2 separate regions of the Mus musculus genome follow, and region 2 is linked to region 1. A link is a contact called in public Hi-C data. All regions are on one chromosome and are shown on one strand. The core of a region is the stretch at or near the end of the contact, and the rest is flanking DNA. Distances in the headings are between cores, read along the strand shown.

Evidence for each region. Hi-C and Micro-C count contacts between places; a contact is called where the count stands out from the background.
Region 2: a Hi-C map of bone marrow-derived macrophages shows a contact between it and region 1, with 2.3 times the contacts expected there. The contact joins two enhancer-like sites. A contact is called at or near these places in 3 of 484 Hi-C or Micro-C datasets (bone marrow-derived macrophages, embryonic somatosensory cortex and muscle stem cells).

The regions. Positions count from the first base shown.
Region 1 is chr15:59,550,132-59,555,523 of GRCm38.p6, forward strand. All of the region lies in intron 4 of Nsmce2 (NSE2/MMS21 homolog, SMC5-SMC6 complex SUMO ligase), which reads left to right. Among named protein-coding and RNA genes, the nearest start is that of Gm36677, 65 kb to the right of the region's middle. Within about 2 kb of position 2,535, at least 28 of the 459 cell types and tissues checked have an H3K27ac peak or open chromatin away from gene starts, as enhancers often do. A contact at or near this core is called in bone marrow-derived macrophages, where this site is marked.
Region 2 is chr15:59,736,299-59,741,690 of GRCm38.p6, forward strand. No RefSeq gene overlaps it. Among named protein-coding and RNA genes, the nearest start is that of Gm19510, 56 kb to the right of the region's middle. Within about 2 kb of position 3,078, at least 69 of the 459 cell types and tissues checked have an H3K27ac peak or open chromatin away from gene starts, as enhancers often do. A contact at or near this core is called in bone marrow-derived macrophages, where this site is marked.

The DNA of each region.
Region 1 (5,392 bases), core at 1,285-3,784:
GGGGTTTTGTGCATTTCTTCCAATTCCCATGACTCTGGTTTCACATGAGGTCGTGGACTTCTCAATCAAAAAGTTGCTCATAGCTTTGGTAGGTCTGAAATTTCAGAGTATTGAGCAAGGCCCGCATTGTGCTAGAACATGATCTAATAAGATTGGACTGTCAAAACAAGAAGCAGCAGTCTGGCTAAAAGGTTTTTAAGCAGGAAATCTGTCCTGTGAGAACCTCCAAAAGATGATAAACATGTAGGCTGGGGGCCGATTTCATTTTCATCTCTACCATGAACTTAAGCAGACTGAAGTAGAGGCAGAAACCGTAGATGCTATCTTTTGGTTGGGAAACTAATTGGTTGTGTAATTAGCTGTGTGAAACATCAGGAAAATATGTGAACCATTTTGTTAGGACCCTACAGAGTACTTGGGACAGAGCCCCAAAATGTCAAGTAGAGACGATGCGTCACTCAGAGTGCAGTCGGAGAGCAGGGAGTTCCTTTCCAGCCCACCAACCGTGAGAGGCGGCAAGTTATGTAACCTTTTCCGCTCCTTGGTCTTTTCATCCCTGACATGAGAATTGGGACATTATAAGATGTTCACGGGGGATAAAAGGAATAATCTGGAGCAGTGCCTGGAGCTGGAGGAGTGGCCAGTAAGCGAGAGCAGTGACTGGTAGGTACATCGCAAGTATGCTTGTGCATTCTGATCTCAGCACAGTTTCCAAAAGAAGATCGGCTGGTATCTTAGTTTTCTGCTCTTTGTGGCTCCTCACTAGTGGAACCCTGTGAAGGGAAACATCTTGTCATTCTCTGCACCATTCTCTTGTCAAGAGCACATCTCAGTGAAGGCTCAGGTCAGGATGGCCCTGGCGATGAGTCACTGTAGTTCACTTTGGCCTCCTCCTGAAGCCCACTTTTATAATTTTCCAGTTCAATTATTAAGACACTGAATATCTGCATCATACTACTGCTGGATTGCAATGTAACCACTAACCAAGCATGTTTATGCAATGCCTTATGTGTAATCACTTATAATAAAAGTAAAAGCCGGGTGTGGTGGTGCACGCATTTAATCCCAGCACTTGGGAGGCAGAGGCAGGTGGATTTCTGAGTTCGAAGCCAGCCTGGTCTACAAAGTGAGTTCCAGACCAGCCAGGGCTATACAGAGAAACCCTGTCTCGAAAAACCATTAAAAAATAAAAAATAAAAATAAATAAATAAAAGTAAAGAGTATGGCTTAGTGATGGCTTCATATTGGCTAAAGGGGAAAGCCCGCGCCGTCTCTCAGCATGTTAGATTAATCCCTGCAGTGGAAACTAGATTGATTCTGACAGAGTAGCTGGAAGTCTAGTCAGCTGCCTGCTTGCTTCCTCCTTGCTGCCGTTGTGTAATGGGCAAAGGTGTGCTCTGGGGACCACTGAGGCATTTGGTTTTGCCCCTGGCAGAGGACTTGGATCTGATTCCCAGCAGCAGCAGCCGCAGCAGCAGCAGCAAAAGCGGCAATCCCTTTCCTCTGCCGAGTCATTGCCAGCTAAGGAAACAACTGTCCTCAAGTGCTGCGTGGGATCAGACACCAGAGAGAAAGAAATCCCGTTAGCTCATTTAATTAATTGTTTTACTTAAAACCCAAGCTGGGAAGAAGGAAAAGAAATCTCAGTCTGTGAAGTCCTTCATTGCAAATGCGGGGACCAGTATCGGGTCCCCAGCTCCCATGTAGTCAGACATGGTGGCACAAGCTTAGGGTCCCAGTGCTGAAGGGGTAGAAATGTGATCTTTCAAGCTCAGTTGTCAGGCTGCCCTATGCCAAGAACATCACACCGAAGTCTATCTCCTGGCCTCTGCAAACATGGACACTCCGCCCTCACACAGGCATATACCAGCACACGCAAATGTGCACGTATACACAATACATATAAGTAAAAAATAAGGCCCAGGGGCAGTTGGGACCAGATCACACCTTTAATCCCAGCAATGGAGAGACAGAGGCCGGTATTCTCTGCGATTTTGAGGCTAGCCTTGTCTACATAGGGTATTCCAAGACAGAGTTACATGGTGAGACCCTGTGTTTAAAAGAAAAGAAAGGAAGGAAAAGAAAGAAGAAATTAAAAGGAAGCCCCAAATCAGTATAAAATCCGAGAATTTATGTTTCAGTTTCCTTATCTAGCTCTCCAAAGAAAAGGGTCCCACTGTCGTCGTCCCCCCCCCCTCAGTCTTTGGAAAATACACAGATAATAAAAACATCAACTTGGGACCAGACAAATAGCTCATCAGTTAAAGGCACACACTACTGGAAAAGGACCTGACTGTTCCCTGCACCTGTGTCCGGCAGCTCACAGCAATGCTCACTCTGGCTCCCAGTGATCTGAAACCCACTTGTGCACTCCCCGGCATCAGCACTCAGCCATGTACATGCGCACACATACACACATCATTCAAAATAACCTTTAAAACAAAACTTGTTCCACATAGTTTATGATGTCACCAGGGATTCTTGATGAGGTTGTCAGCCTGTGTGTACCGTTCTGTTACTAAGCCCTGCTTTTTTCGGGGGTGTTGTGCAATATGTCAACACTTCCCGTTTCTTTCCTGTAAACTGCAGCTTTTCTGGTGATTAGTATTCATCGTCTTTTCCTGGTTATGGGATTGTCAGCTGCAGTCTTGAGGGAGTTCCCTGCCTGCTTTGGAAACAATCTGAAGAGCTGAATGTGTTACTTGGAAATTAAGAAATTTGGAAGCATTCATGGGAACCCAAACGGTAAAACAATCAAGAGATGGTTATGATCTTGAAAATCAGATAATGATAGGATAACAGAAGGAATAATCTCAGCCTTTCTAAAAGCTTCCTGAAACGTTTAATGGACACGTGTGTCCCTGCCCCATGCTTTTCAAAGGATGGATGTTCTTGTTCTATCTCAGGAGCTGGGCAAGTTGTGATGCTTCAGTTCCATCCCTCAGAGAACCCTGACTAATGCACATGGCCACTGCAGATGCTTCAGATGTGGCTTTGTAACTTAGTGCCTTGAATTACCCAGGGTTAACGAACTCTATCTTCTAAATCCCTTCTACAGCCATGGTGCCGACACACATCAGTGACACCTTGTCGTGGTAGAAGATGGGCTAGGCAAAGGCAAAAGTACTGTTTTCAGGGCAAGGAGTATGCAGTAAGCAGCTTTCTGCCCGGGGCCAGATGGGTTGGGACAGTCGGGAGACTGCTGATATAATGAAGAACAAGGGGCCTGTTAAAGGGTGGAAGAAAAGTTTCTCAGGGAGTGACTTCAAACTGAACCAGAAGAGAGCAAGACAAATAGAACGCAGAGAGTCCAGCAAGTGCAGAGGACGGAATGAAGCACATGTAAAGACCCGGGGGCATGTGGTGTCTGAGCAGCAGTACGAAGGCAGATGGAGCTGGGATATAGAGAGAGGTAGAACTAAGCCCTGATTGTAAGGAAACCAAGCTCTGCTAAAAAGTCAATTACAGGGAGGAAACAGTGAAGAATTGGCTTTATTTATAATTTTTCAGAATTAACCTAGTTCTCTATTATTTCTCCTTTAATTTTGGGTACTGGGGATAGAACCCCAGGCCAGACTGTGGTAGGCTCTTTCAGCCCTGGTTGCCTTTCCTTTATAGAGTGTAATAGAATTTCATTGCATAGCTCAGGCTGCTCCTTCAAATACATGATCCTCCTGTCTCAGCCTCCTGAGTGCTGGGAATACAGTCCTAAATGTGTAAAACCTTGAACGAAAGCTTGTGTGCCCAATCTGAGCCTTCAATGCCCTTGTCACATCCCCAGCACCACACAATGCAGAGACATCTCTTCACCCCCACTCTCAGCTCCTTGTGCCTTAGACTATCCCCAAGAACTTCCCTGGGCCCCACGTTCCTCTGTGGACAAAGGAGACATCCTGGTGAAAAAGGAGAATGTATAATGAAAGCTCTTGATCGGTGAGTAGAAGTTGGCTTTGCAGAATAAATTGAAGAGTCAGAGAAAGTCAGCTACTGGAGGTGAGATGCAGTCTACCGTTCAGTAGCAGCAGCGCTCCTGATGCACACCCTTCCTCTCCGCTTCCACCCCCCAGGTCCTCCTGGCCCCCAGAGTAAGCAGCTACAGATCATACAGGGATTGCATGGTAGCGACCTGAGATAAAGGGAAGTAAGAATAGCTTGTGGTCTTCAAAGACCGGTAATCAAATAAGGTGGAAACATGCAGAGATGGGAATTGCATGCATGAAGGTGATAATTTGTTCAAAATAATATAGCAACCAGAAGCAAAGTCTTTAATGCCTAAGTGAATATGGAAGCATTTGGCCAATTCCTGCCCACCATTAAAAGCTTATGCAAAGCCCATAAATCAGAAATATGCTCTTTAGACTTGCAGTTTCCTTTCTGGGAGCTTTGCATTTTTCGACTTGTGACTACTCCCTGAAAACAACCAAGGGCAAGTGCTGGTGGCATGCCAGTCTGGTTCCCCCCACCCCCCCACCCCAGAAGTCGGGTTGGTGATTCTGGAAGTGAGAGTCTTTTGCCATGGTAAATACTATGTCTGGGCCCACAGACAAGCATTCCATACATGGATTTCATTTGCTGTGCACCATTGCCTAGCAGTTCTGTGTACTGTTGGTGATGCAGCAGGCAACTAAGGGTCAGGGCATGGCAAAGGATAAGAAGCCTGTCCTAGAAGTGTGAGTGAAGCAGAGGTGTGGAAGAAACGGCAGGAGAGGAGCTGGGTCCAGGGAAGGGGGGGGGGGGAAGGAAGGCCTCTGAATGAGGGGTTCATGGGAGAAGTTATGCTAAGGCACAGGCAGCCACAGGAGCTGACAGCAGAAGACCTCATCTCTAGCTTTTCACATGTGACTAGAATCTATCTTCACTCTCTCATTTCCTGTTGTGGGGGGGGGGCGGTGCAGAGGGAAGGGATGTCACATGTCTGACTCAAGGCTAAGGATGGATGGCACTGTGGAGGATTAGAGAATGTGAGCCTTTGGTGGCAGACCAATCCTGTGTAAGCTGTAGATTCAGGAGCTACATGGCCTCAGGCATTTCCTCTTCCTCCATATCCAGTGTCTACTGTCAAGGTGAGACAGCATCCTCTTTAATGCTCCAGGATGACATGGACGGTGTGGAACATAGTCAGGAGCTGAGTTGTGAGTCACAGGCCGAGGCTGCTTCAACTTTTCCACCTGAGACTCTTCCTCTCGAGAGTTTAACTGGAAACCAGGTACTATCTGGGTATGTAAGGTAGGCATAGGAACTATTCACAGGCCGAAAGCATACACATACAGTCTTACCATTTATTAAAGATGAAATTAATTTGCATACTGACCAGATGGATTTGCTTGTTTCCTTTTATATAAAGATGGGATCTTGGCTGAGTGTAGAACACCTTTAGCATTTTTCAGAGCTG
Region 2 (5,392 bases), core at 1,828-4,327, 190 kb after region 1:
TATTTTATATCATTGTGCAATCATCACCTCTATCATCTCCAGAACTTGTTCATCATTTCACACAGAAACTCTGTCTCTATGAAGCAGCAACATCCCACCTCCTCTGTCTGAAGCTGTGGTATTCTTACTCAGAGACTGTGATACTTAAGATTCAATGCCATCCTCCTGCCCCTTCAAGGTTCGGGGGAGAGGAAGGTCCATTTAACAATGTGCCCTATTTCTAAGGCACATTCTCAAGCCCAGGGTAAGGAGAGTGAACATTAGGGTGTAAGGTTTTCATAGTACAGAACGTCTTTTACAGCTTTCAGATGCCTTTGTGTATTCTGCTCAGTAGTATAGCCTGCCTGCCATTTACCGGTCTGTTCTGCTTGTGAAAAGCTGATTGTAGAAGGAACAGTGACTGTGAGCCCAGCAAACTGAAGGACACCCCCAGCAAACACATCTCCATGTCAGGAGGATGGAGAGTAGATCACTGGGTATGCATAAGGACCTGAGCTTGATTTCTAGAAACTCATCTAAAAAACGTGCCTGGTTGGCATTGTCATCCCAGCATAGGGATTGCTGGTGAGCCAGCCTATCCTGCTTAGTGAACTCCAGGCCAGGGAGAGATTCTGCCTCCCCAAAACCATGGTGGATATAACTGAAGAATGATATCCAAGGTTGACCTCTTCCCCTCTCACCTCCATTCCCACTATCAAGTCTACCAGTGCTCCAGGCTGCAGTATTAGGCTTTGTATCCATTTTCTGGGATTTTGCTTTTTAAGTTCATTCTTTCACTCTGCTCCTTAACTCTTGGGATGGACACAAAGCCAGTGTTCTGAGAAGAATGTTGGATCACGTTGGGCTGGGAGCAGCACTGCTTCTAACTGTCTGATCTTCCAGTGACCTGCATGGCTTCCAGAATCCTCAGAAAGCCAAGCAAGACTTAGGCCATGCTCACCAGCTCTCGAGGTGGTGAGGATCAGGTTGAAGATGGGGTTCCAAGGAAAGGGGAACAGATCCTGGTTTGGTGTCTGGGGCCTCTCCTCTCTCCTCATCTCAGGGAAATGCTCTGGGGGAGTTGTGGGTAGCTTCTAAGCCCTGCGGTTGGAGAAGACTCTAAAGCCTACAGGTTCTGGGATGACTCATGGGAAATTTCCTAAAGGTCACACACTTGTCAGCCTTCTGTTTCCTCATGCTCCCCGTGGCCTTGGGAGTTGGCTAATTCTAGGAAGTGATTTTCTTATCTCCTCCGGAGCCTTCATTCTTGTGAGGGCCGCTGAGATGTTTTTACCTACTTCACTTTGGACACCTAAATGTGTGGGGTTTTCCTTGCACAAACCAAGTCTCCAAGTCTCTTGACACCAATGGTGTGTGGGTGGCTGTCCTACAGCTGAATTAGATCTAGAGTTAGCGTTAGATGTCACAGGCTTGAGGGACAGTCCCAGTCCTAGATGATAATTCCAAACAGAAGGTCACCAGGCTGCTTATACTCTGTCCCCACATAACCACAGAAGTTGGAGAGTTCCCACAACCCTACCTGTGTGGATAATTCACTAGGGCAGCTCCTAAGATTCCAGGAAATACCCAACATATGACTGCTGTCTGATTAGAAAGGATACAAATGATGCATAGACCAAGACCAAAAGGTACCCAGGAGAGGGGCCTCAGTAGAGAAGATTCTGTCCCCCCACAGAATTGCTATGAACGAATCTGGAAGAGCTCCAAACCCACTTACCTCTGCTCTCCATAAGGTCTTGCTATATACAACCCAGTCTGGCTTGGAACTCACAGTCTTCCTGCCTTAGCCCCTAACTGATGGGATTACAGGCACATACTGCCATGCTGGGCAGTCCCCAGGTACTCAGGGGTCCTCATGGGACATGTACTGTGTAGACATACTTGATGACATTGTTGGACTTTGGTGATTAATTCAGTCTCTAATCTCCCTTTTTTCTCCAGAGGCTGGAGGTGGTATCAAAAGTTCCAAGCTTTGCATGCCTGTCCCCCCCCCCCCCACAACCCCACCACTAGGAACAGCCTTTCATTAGAACAACAGAGGATCCTGTCCCCTTTATCGTTCAGGAAATTTTAAGAGTTTGGAGAGCTTTGTGCTAGAAATTGAGACAAAGACTAAATGTCTCTCTGTCTAATAGCAGGCTTGGCAAACTGGGGTTGCGGTGCTGTCTTCTACACATGTTCCTCAGCAAAGACGTTGTTCACCAAGGCTGTAAGCTACTGAAATATGTGCAAACAAGAACTACTCTAAGAGTTAGGTCCTGACCGAAAACACATTCATTAACTCACAGGTTCCATGGGGTAGAAATCCTGGAGCTGGTCAGGTGAGTGCATCTTAAGGCTTCTTACAGGCACAGTATGTGGACTGCAATCACCAGCGAGGAAGGGTTTGCTCCTAACTTTTATCATGTTGGAATGATTCAGTTCCTTTTGGGCTCATGGATGGAGAGTCCTGGTTCTTAGTTGCACATGAGCAGAGGGCTTAATCAAGACCTCTCCATAGGCTGCTCCCAAAATGGTAGAGGGTGTTAGGAGCGTGGGAGAGCTTAAAGGCTAAGAGAAGGAGCAAGGACAAGATGGAAGTCAATATCTTTAGAACTCGGATCTCAGACACGGTAGCCTACACCGTATACCACATTCCATTTGTTAGAAGTTACTTGATCTGTGTTCAAGGAAGAGAAATTTAAGGGCATAATGTAGGGAGGACCACCCAAGACCATCTTGGGGACAACTTCTCTTAAGGTTAGTTCTAGGGATAAAACATGGTCATTTTGATGACAACAATCAATTTGAATATGTCAACGCACTGTATTGGTTATTTTTTATATTACAAATCCTGTTATACCCAATATTCATGATACAAATTAGTATTTAAGTAGAATTACAAAAGACACCAGAAACCCATTGTTAGAACTCCCTTATAAAAGTGAAGTCAAAAGACCATCGATTTTCAGAAGACATCATAGCCCCGCTTTTCAAATAACTGCACCAGTACTTTCACTAAGTCATACTCTGGGAGCAGGGGTGTCTCTATTTATAGTTCCTGACGTCATCAACCACAGTGAAACTTCAGTTTCTGCTTGTCCTTCCTCTTTGTCCCCTCCCTGTCATCTTTCTCTGAGGCCATGGATACACCTAAGCACCTGGTGACACACAGCAGCCTGTAGCCTTTCAAACATGGTTTCACATTTATAGTTGTCTCTTGTGGAGATGGGTCTTCACATGACTAATAGCATTTGGCAGAAACCACGGTTCCAAGTCAGCTGATGGCATGGCATCCGATTCAGGTTCTACCTCTCCTAGTCGCCACCTTCCCTCCCTCTCCCTGTAACTTTAAGCCCTTTTCTGGGGCTGATGTCTGAAGTGATCTATTTTCTGAATACTCTTTTTTTTTTTTTTTTCCTTGAGGCAAGGTCTTATGAAATCCACCTGGCCTCACATCCACAGAAATCTTTTTGTCCCAGCACCACGAATGCTGGGATTACACACATCTGCCACTGTGACCCCATTTTGGCTGGATGTGAGACAAGCTATTAGAAAAGCCGAGTTGGGTGGGTCAAGCATAGACACTGGGGCCGAGCAGATCTAGCCCTAGCACTGCTTATAAAAGTTAATAGGTTTTGGTTGATGTTCAAAGTCTAGATGGCAAAAGGCATATTTTAACAGCTAATAATAATAATAATAATAATAATAATAATAATAATAATAAAATCATCTGGCTCTGTTATCCTCTTTTAAATATCTCTGGGACTTTATTCCACAACGGATAGCATTGTGTGGAGAAAAAAACCACATCTCTTTCCAGCCTTGATTTTCCACACCTGACAAATGTGTGCAGCAAGAGTACCTGCCTTGTTGGTGGGATGCTGTGATCTAGTGTAGAGAGTGTGCTCATAGCCTCACCTTCGGAATGTCGAGTGATGCTAAATGCTATGTGTCCCTTGTTTCCTCATGTCCTGAGCAGGGACTAACATACATTAGGTACTCAGGAAAAGCGTCCCTGTAAACAGTGGTACCTGGATGAATAACTGAGATAGTATCACACCGGCAGTGTGCGTTTCCTAAGTTATACAAAGATACAAATCTTTATAAAGGGAAAGCAGTCCCATTAAGAATTCTGCCTTTCCTGTATCCCAATTTCCTGTCTGTGCCTTCTTGGGAATTCCCAGTTATTCCTGGCACTTGACTAAGACTTCAGTTCCCACAGAATAACTCATCAGGAGCTAAACTTTGCACCTGAAGACCTTGTCTTGAAAAGCACACTTTCCAGGTGGGGCAGGGAGTGTGGAAAGGTAGCAGAGGGGGAGGTCACCAACAGAGAGGCCTCCCCATGGGGAAAACAGACAAGCAAACCTGGTGTCAGCCTTTTACATAGACGTTATTTCCTGTTGTATCTTGTATCTTTATAAAATTTGTGTGTCTCGGTATCTGTGATATCTACTGAGTTCAGACAATGGTGATAGGGACACAGTGAGAAGTGGTGACAGATATGGAATAGGTTGATGACACCAGGGTCCTTACCACAGGAACAGATCACGTGGTCTATCCCCAACTCCAGGAATCCTTGTGTAGATTCGGGAAGGCACTGGACTCCTTCCAGCTCCTCAAATGTTCCCTGATCCAAGGACTTAAACTTCATGTTGCTCCCCAGTTAGGGGTCATGTAACTGCATGTGGACTGTGGGAAAGTTAGCAACAGTAAAAACTTTCTGAGCCTGCAACAGCCAAACTTAAAATATGTGATGAACCCTAGTGAGCCCTGACAGTGCTTGGCCGAGTTCTAGGATGTGACCTCAGCGAGCTTTAGTTCTGAACACATGGTTTGCTCTTTCCACCGTGTGTGCTGTCCCCGACTTAAATATCTTGGCTCAGATTTTAGACTATGATATGTTAGGAATCACAGCTTTTTTTTTTTTTTGAAACTGTCCATAGGAAGTTTTCTGCTTTTCTGATAAAATAATGATTTAACTTTGCAAAAAAACCAACCAAACAAACAAAAAACAAACAAACAAACAACACCCCCCGAAGATTGCTTCTACCATCATCCTTCAGTACATAAGCATCACATTTATTTGCGTTTGTAGTGTAAGACTATTTGACCTCAAAAATTGTTGTTTGATGTGCTCACTTAAGCCTCATGCAATGTTACTAAGTGAATTCCAGCTTGGGATTAGAACAGAATTTCCATCAGTTTCATAAAAGAGCCTTTAAATACTTCTGCCATTTTGAGCTATGTATTTATGTGAAATGGTGTTCTTTGCATTGATAGTTAAAACTACCAAACTATCAATGAACTTCAGTGAAACTTCCTTGAAAAACACTAAAGGTGCTTCTTTGTCCTGGAGAATCAAATACTAAACAAGATCCAACTCTTTACATGAAATAAGCACACTCAC